Linked DNA regions of Columba livia: region 2 is linked to region 1. Evidence: chromatin contacts called from public Hi-C data. All regions are on one chromosome and are shown on one strand. Each heading gives the region's core, a stretch centred on a gene start, on an enhancer-like site or on the middle of the called end of the contact. The rest is flanking DNA. Distances are from core to core; before and after follow the strand shown. Region 1 has its middle 10 kb from the start of SACS. Region 2 overlaps MIPEP (mitochondrial intermediate peptidase).

The links. Hi-C and Micro-C count contacts between places; a contact is called where the count stands out from the background.
Region 2: a contact with region 1 is called in a Hi-C map of crop, with 5 times the contacts expected there. The contact joins two enhancer-like sites. A contact is called at or near these places in 2 of 2 Hi-C or Micro-C datasets (crop and liver).

What each region holds. Positions count from the first base shown.
Region 1 is chr1:21,633,774-21,638,081 of bColLiv1.pat.W.v2, forward strand. No RefSeq gene overlaps it. Among named protein-coding and RNA genes, the nearest start is that of SACS, 10 kb to the left of the region's middle. Within about 2 kb of position 2,333, at least 3 of the 3 cell types and tissues checked have an H3K27ac peak away from gene starts, as active enhancers do.
Region 2 is chr1:21,817,676-21,821,983 of bColLiv1.pat.W.v2, forward strand. The region is part of intron 10 of MIPEP (mitochondrial intermediate peptidase); the gene reads right to left. Among named protein-coding and RNA genes, the nearest start is that of MIPEP, 20 kb to the right of the region's middle. Within about 2 kb of position 2,341, at least 1 of the 3 cell types and tissues checked has an H3K27ac peak away from gene starts, as active enhancers do.

The DNA.
Region 1 (4,308 bases), core at 1,083-3,582:
CCAGGATGCCATTGGCCTTCCTGGCCACAAGGGCACAGTGCTGGCTCATGGTCATCCTGTTGTCCACCAGGACCCCTTCCCCTACACTGCTCTCTAATAGGTCATTCCCCAACCTATACTGGAACCTGGGGTTGTTCCTGCTCAGATGCAGGACTCTACACTTTCCCTTGTTATATTTAATTAAATTTTTCCCTGCCCAACTCTCCAGCCTGTCCAGGTCTCACTGGATGGCAGCACAGCCTTCTGGCATGTCAGCCACTCCTCCCAGCTTGGTGTCATCAGCAAACTTGCTGATAGTACACACTCTATTCCCTTATCCAAAGCATTGATGAATATATTGAATAATACCGGCCCCACTACTGACCCTTGAGGCACTCCACTAGATACAGGCCTCCAACTAGACTCTCCCCCGTTGACCACAACTCCCTGGCTTCTTTCCTTCAGCCAGTTCACAGTTCACCTCACTACCCAATCGTCCAGACCGCACTCAGTCAGTTTAGCTGTAAGGATGCTGTGGTAGACTGTGTCAAAGGCTTTAATGAAGTCAAGGTAGACCACATCCACCACTCTGCCATCATCTATCTACCTCATTACGTCCTCATAAAAGGCAATGAGGTTGGTCAAGCATGACTTCCCCTTGGTGAAGCCATGTTGATTGCCCCTAATGACCCTCTTATCCTTGATATGCCTTGAGATGACACCAAGAATAAGTTGTTCCATCAGTTTCCCAGGGATGGAGGTGAGGCTGACCGGTCTATAGTTACCCAGGTTCTCCTTCTTGCCCTTTTTGAAGACTGGAGTGACATTTGCTTTCTTCCAGTCCTCAGGCACCTCTCCCATTTCCCAAGACTTGGCAAAGATGATGGAGAATGGTCTAGCAATTACCTCAGCCAGCTCCCTCAGCACCCATGGGTGCATCCCATCTGGACCTATGGATTTATGGATGTCCAGATTGCCTAATTGCTCCCTAACCCAGTCCTCATCAACTAAGGCAGACTCCTCCAAAGTCCTGACTTCCTCTGGGGCCTCAGGAGTATGATTTCTCTACAGTGTTCTTGTAAGTGACTTTGGATTAATTCATACTCTCAGTTTGCTTACCATTACTGGAATCAGATCCACTTTATCACAATATAGCATCTTTCAGGCTTGCCAGTTCCTCATTCAGGAGCTCCACCAGTGTTAATGGAACATGTGTTTTGGTGGACTTAGGTATTACACTCACATGAGATGTTGAAGCAGACACAGCTCATTTGTCCTGTGCTCTGAACCAAAAGCCATTTAGCTGTGATTAGCACAATCCTGATCCCAAGCTATTGAGCTCTAGTGGGAGGCAAAGTTTATTAACTTAGGCTGGATGTCACATAAACACTTGGGGCAGGGAAACAGCTCATGTTGGTCTGACAAAATCACATAGCCATATCAATGCATGCACGGATCTATTTCTAATCAAATTTTGCAGATGACACCAGACCGGGAAGATCAGTAATACACTTGAGAGCAGGAAATTCAGAGGAACCCAAACAGGCTGCAGGAATGGTCCAGTCTTATGAAATTCAAGGACAAAGGCAAATCCTGCTCCTAGAAAAAAAGAGCCACTGGCACTGCATAGGATGATTCTGCCTGGCTGGGGGCAGCTCTGTGGAGAAGACCCTGGGCATTGGTGGGCAGCAAGATGGGCATGAGCCAGCAGTGACCCTGGCAGTAATGAAGGCCAACAGGATCTTGGGCTGCGTGAACAGGACCAGAGCCAGAGAACGAGAGAAGTGATTATCCCTTTCTACTCAGGACTCATTAGACTACATCTAGATTACTGCATCCAAATATGAGGCCCTGAATACAGGAGAGACATTGACTAACTGGATGGAGTTCAGCAGAGGCCACCAAGATGGTGGGGGCTGAAGCACTGGCCCTATGAGGAGAGACTGGGGGAGCTGGGCTTGTTCAGTCTGGACAGAGACAGAAAAGTATGACTCTTTATGCAATATGTTTTTAAAATATAGGCCGGTACCCAAGTTTAAACCAGCACTGACATCAATTAGTGTTCGCCGTATTAATTTCTTGTTGTTAGTTCTCACTTGTGTTGACTTTTTCACTTCCACTCGACTTCACCTGTGAGCAGAGTTCTGCTCTAGGTGTCAGGGAGAACAGGACCGGGGTTGCTGCCCCGATTTCCACCACGAGAGGTCCCCCCAGCCCCGTCGGTGGGGATCGGGCCGGGCGGGGCGCGGCGGCTGCGGGCACCCGGGCAGGGCTGCGCTTCGGTTTGGGCACCACCGCTCACCGCGGCCGGGGGGAGCTTCAGCAAGACACTTAGTGACCCTTGGGTGTCTAAAATTAAGCTAAGCACCTTAAATGTGAGACTTGACTTTTCTGCTCCCTCCCGCCCCCCAATTAATTGCGTTGGGAATAAGAAGAGGCTGCAGGAAAATATCCAGCAGAGAGCAGAGTCTGCTCGCAGCTTGTCTCCAATACTGTGTGGTTGTGCTTGGAGTTCCTTCACACAAGAAGGTATTTTAAATGATGGTATTTGCAAATTCCTGTCTCATAGTCTCATGGTTGCATTTATATCACCCCAAAGACTGACATTAGATATGTTGTTCTTTTAATAGGTAGTAAGTTAAAAAATAATAACGAAACCAGAACTAGAAAAAATGGTATTGACCAAATATTCGGAATAACTCAAAAATATTCTGTCTCTGATGAGACTTCAAATAAACCAACTACTGGCAGTTCCCTCCAGAGTTACTTTTAAAATTATAATGGAAGTGTAGATTTCTGGGTGCCATGAGAGACCCGAGCAAATTGACGTTGTTATACCTTCTTTTCACACAGCACTTGCCATTTGCTTTTGCTGCAGCATATTCTGAGCTGTGTTTTGGTAGGCATCCAGATGACTTCAGGCTTGGGTGTGCTTCAGCCAAATTGTTAATATGAGTAATGATTCACGGTAGTGAAAGTGACACGTATCTGTGCAATATTCATCAACATGAAAGAACGGTGCAGGTGGCAGCATATTAGCCACCCTGTTAGTTTTGATGAGTGCTGCATCTCAATGGTTGTCACACATCTTTTTCTATTTTTTTTTTTTTCAAATTGAAAGTTGTGTGAGAGACCAACTGGTTGCACATTAATCACTATTGCAGAAGGGAATGGTGAGGAACAGGTTGGCCTAGTTGTACAGTTAGAAAGAACCAGGGGCTAAATTGGGCAAAACTCTGTCCTAGCTTTAATCCAACAAAGCATGTGTTTAAGTTCATAAGCGATTCGTTGACATCAGTATGGTTATTCTTATGTTTGAAATTAAGCACCTGTAAAAATACCATACAAGATTGGACCTCTCCCTTCAATACCCTCAGAGTGTTTACACAACAGTGCCCTTTGTAGTGTCAGAAAATCTGGTTCCTCAGCTTCCTTTGCCTGCAGTGATACTGCATAATGTGAGAAGCAGGTCATTTTGGGCCTGGTCCTACTGTGAGCTCCACTTAGACATAAAAGCTGTAGAGAGACTGTATAGCCCAAGTCTCTTAAAGCCTGTTTGCACCAACTGCAGTGATGAATCTGGGCTCCTGTCGCATCACCAAACTGAGCCTCAACCTATGGCAAAACAACTTCAGTCTGGTAATTCACATCACTGCTGTACCAGGGCAACAGCTTTAGCTTGCATAAAACTTTCTGCAGTGCTTTGTCACGACAAAATGCCCGGTTTACTTACAGTCTCCAAAATTCTGAAAGTGACTTTTGATTAGGATATTGTAAGAATACAGTCCAGTAGACTTACATGTTTGTTTTCCTAAGCTTCCTAAAAATCTTGCTTAATTCCCAGATGGAAAATGGTCTCTAAGTATATAGCACTGTTACCAAGTGAAACTGCTGAATTAGCTCAAGTATGAATGTATGATGCCTCAGTAACATACCTCAGCAATGTACTGCAATACACAAAGCAGAATACATGTATTTGCATGCAGCTAATCATAAACGCTTATGATTTACCACTGGATGACCTGGGGGGGAAATGAAGTAACCTTCTAAGTGACTGATTAGAAGGGAAAAATGTTATCCTGTCATTAAAGAGTGACTGAAGAGGGGAATACATTTCCAGACCAAAGACATGAACAAAAATAATTTGAATTACTTTCTGATGCTAAGTATATCAGGCATTTGGACTGCAGCCATCACTGCAAAACTACCATGTGGTGAGCCAGGAGTAGTGTTTGTCACGTAACTGTCACCACGGAGGAGTGGGTGAGGAGTGCCCTTCCCAAAGGGCAACAGCATGCCGGTTGCAGGGACTCGTGTTAGACCTCAATC
Region 2 (4,308 bases), core at 1,091-3,590, 180 kb after region 1:
TAGAATTTAAAAAAAAATCAAGAATTAAAAGTAGTCCCTTTTATTGTCATAGCGAAAGCAGAAGGATCTTCTTTTCTTCATTGTTGTACTTCTCTGTCTTTCACAGTTTTGGATGTTTATTAGTTTATTAGACTGAGAAGTACAACAATGAACAAAAGAAGATCCTTCTGCTTTTATTCTACCTTAAAACATATTTGAATAACATAATTCACACTGAACATCTGATTTTAAACACCAAAGCATCTGTATTTGTAACAAAGCTCAGGAAAGAATGAAAACTTTCTTATGTACTTTTGTGTCAAAATGTGAGCTCAGAAACTTTACAAAGAGAAATCTTAGTACCCTCCTAAAGAAAGCAGAAATATCAAAGAAAACAGTAGTTTCTTTGATGTAAATTCCTGCTTTATATTAAAGGATAAACTATGTTTAAAAATCCAGACACCTTACTTTTACAGTATACTATTTTTAAAAGAAGTAATGTAGCTAAACCAATTTAAAAATCAATTTTAAAAAGAAGTTAACTGACACAATGAGGTTTGGTTATTCTTCAAGAACAGCAAGCTTCCAACAAAAAGGCTGTGTCCTTGTGAAGAACAAAGATGTAGTATGTCATTACAAATAATTATTTCTAAGCTTGTATGACTTCACTGAGTCTAAATAAAATCCAGACTTCTAAAATCACTTTCATTTAAGCTGTACATTTGGAAGGAAACTGAGACAGTTTTGTGTAGCATGACTTTTATCTGTTCTATTAAGAACGCTTTTTATAAACTTGGACATGCGGGATATTTGAGTAAGGATCATTGTTCTTCAGAACATGTGCATTCAGACTCTTAACAATCACAAATTAGCTGCTTGGCAAGAATTCTTATCAGTGGTTATTATATGCAGTCTCTGATATATCCTGACTCTTTTTTTTTGGTAGTAGAATTATTATGCTGTTGGCATCCATGAAAATATAGAACACTAAATTAACTATCTAAAACAGATTCTCTTAAAACTTTCAAAGAAACTTGAAAAAATCTTGTTACTGGAAGATAAAAGTGAGATGAACCCCTCAGGTTAACTTAAAGAGATCAAGACAAGGAAAATCCCTTCCAATTTTCATTACATGCCAGACTATGAAATTTAATTCTTTACCTGAAGGGAGACTCTTAACCATGATTTATAGAAGACTCTGGATTTCTTAAAAATAATAATAATAATAATAGAAAGCCTTTGTACTCTCATCAACTGTAAACTAGCACCTGTATCTCACATTCCTTTTTTCTTTCTGTTAATTGTACTTCATGGAATATTTTGGAGGAGGTCAGGGGGTAATTCAGAATATCGGTTCGGTATTGACACTGTACGCAACTTTCAGATTTGACTTTGTTTTCAAATCATCAAGAATTTCTTTGTCCTTCCACAATGTTTTGAACAAAGAAATAATTCATGAAACCTGAATTCTGCTTCACATCAAGACTTTTCAATAACTTTCAGGTTTTCCTCCAAAAAGCTTAGTCCACTAGCTTAGTGACTGGTAAATTAAATGGACTTTTTGCACATCCATTAGCTGATTTAATAGAAAGCATACCTTCCCTTCTTTATAAACAGTTACAGAAAGTTCTTCTCTATGAGCACTTTGGTTGAATGATTTTCTGGTTCTTTTTAAACTTTGCACTATTGTTTCACTTCAGCTTTCAATTCAAACAGAGTGACAGTTTTCTCACATATTCCACAAAGGGTCTGAGTTATTTTTCCATGGGCTGTTTCCAACACAGAGCACTCTTTCGTAAAACTAAAAATAATGTAACAAAAAGCAGCCATAAACAAGTTTGTTTACAAGTAACTTGCAAATCTCCACATTAGTCGCAGCTCTTAGCAACTTTAGAAACATCCAGAGTCATGTTTAGGTCCCTCAGTACTGTCCCTAGCCCTCGGACAAAAGTGCTGCCCCCTCACCCTGAAGCTGGCAGCCCATGTATAGTCCCAGCAAGAAGGGAGATGAGTTATTCCTAATTTCTGATCAGATGGTCACCCCAAGATCCAAAACACCTAAAGCTGCTGTGGTGGCTTCTTTTTCCTACACAGCAGGAAATTGGTTTATTTTGGCATTGATTTGTTCATCTCCATGGCCAGTCTTATTTATTTCTGCAGTCCCAAGAAGACAGACCAGCACAGAGCGCAATACCCTGTGAGAACATCCCAGCTGCAAGCTGAATAGAGTCTTTGACATTTTGGCAAAAATCCCAACAGTAGATCATAACCAGTGAAAACAGCCCAGCCTGGTAAGCACCAAAAGTTTGGGAAACAGGAGTCAACACCAAACACACTGAGCTCACCACTGACCATTGTCAATAAAGCTCTGTGTCTCTGTCAGAAGTGGCCTAAGCACAGTCAATCCACCTTCACAGTAAATAGCTGACCTCAAAAGGTCTCTTCCAGATTTTTTCAGCAAGGCTACAACACCTTTGCAAGCTGCATAACTGCAGCTGCACTTACTGAGACATAATAGGATTTAATTAATACTATGTTACTTGCCTACACTAAAAACTCAGCAGTATTATTTTTATAATATACATATGAGACACTTTCTTACTTGTTAAAGGCTGAAGCATGTTCTAGCATTGACTGTTTTATGACCCTAGCCTGCCAAAATTCTTGCGGTTCTTCTAATTACTCTATCTTCTTTTAAGACAGTACTACCATGAATTTCAGACTTCTGTCTCCAGTTTCTCTTAAATGTGCATTTACACTGACGTCTGTTTTCTCTACCACTCAAACTTAGCTACAAAAACATTACACTGTCATAAGTGTGGGTTTAAAGCCAGAGAGGCTACTTAAGATAATTTAACAAAAAAAAAAAAAGAAAAAGAAAAAAGAAGTAAACTATCCTGTTACCATCAATGGGAGGCTTATGCTTTTGAAGTAGGATCAAGTTTCCAAGGAAAAACTTGGTGAAAGCTGACAGAAACAAAATTACTGCGGTTCATAGGGAAAAACATACCCTGTGAATTAAGTCTGGAGCTCCTCCTGCTGTTCAACTTGCAGAACAGCAGAGATGGTCAGTAACAACTGTAGAAGCAGAGTGAAAATAAAGGCAACCTGGTATGACAGCAAGTGTCATTAAAATTCAAGTTCAAATGCATGTGAATATCCTACATTCTTCAGAAGTAAATATCCAGCTCTTAGAACTAATTATGAGGAATCTAACAAAGGATTTGTTTCCTTAGTCCTGTTCTAATACTGAATAAATACATATTTAGAATAAAAAAATATATAAATACATTTGACCTATACAGCATATAGATATAAAATAGACACATTAAAATATGTCATGAATATCAGTGTCATTTGAGATAAACTGATGTAGCTGTTTAAAAAGAGGAGGTAAAAGATGACAGCAGGATCACATTGTCCAACATTTGCTCACAACATTTCTGTTTGAAAACACGCTCACACAGACCAAAACAGGAATCAGGAAACCTTTTTCAACAGACATAGACACTGTCCCATACTAGAACATTGCTAAGTTACTTCATCAAGAACTAAACCCCTGTAGTCCCTTGCTTTATATGTAGGTTTGTAATGACAATTTGCATCTTACGCGCCTGACAGTACCTCGGAAACTATGGTTCTGTACAGCAGCTGGAGCCATGGTGACAATGCTAGTGCAAAAGCAATACTCAAAAGCATACATCTGCTTCCCTTTCAACAAAAACATTTTACTAAGCAGAAAAAAAACCTCCTAGCAATATAGACATCCACCACACAAACTGGTCCTGAGCCCCAAAACACAACAGAAAAAAGTGTAAGCCACGTGCTGCACACAGCACCACTACAAATATGACTATGGCATTTCTGCAGAAGACATAAAGCTAAAAGTAAATTTCTTCCCAAAAAGAGAATCCCTTGAAGAACAAAATAAATAATCTATTAAACAAAGAATAGTAAGAATGGGAGAAATGCATGACATTTCTTGTTTGAAAACATATTTTGTCTTTCCATGATGCAAAAACACAAAATAAAAAAGGATACAATACGTAAAAAATAAATTAGATAATTAATTTATTTTATAAATAAATAAAATGTAACATGATAAAAGTTAAAAAAAAAAAAAGTAAAAATTATTTTCAAGGAAAAAAAAGGAAAATAACATCACTTTTCCTCTAGAGACACAATTTAATACTATAAGATAATTGGCTCAGTTAGAAGGACAGTAACAACAAACAGCCAGAAGTCAAACTCCTGCCACTATAAAGCTTTGTGACAGATATGATTCTCATCTTCCAGTTACAAGAGCATTCCAATGAACATACTATAGCA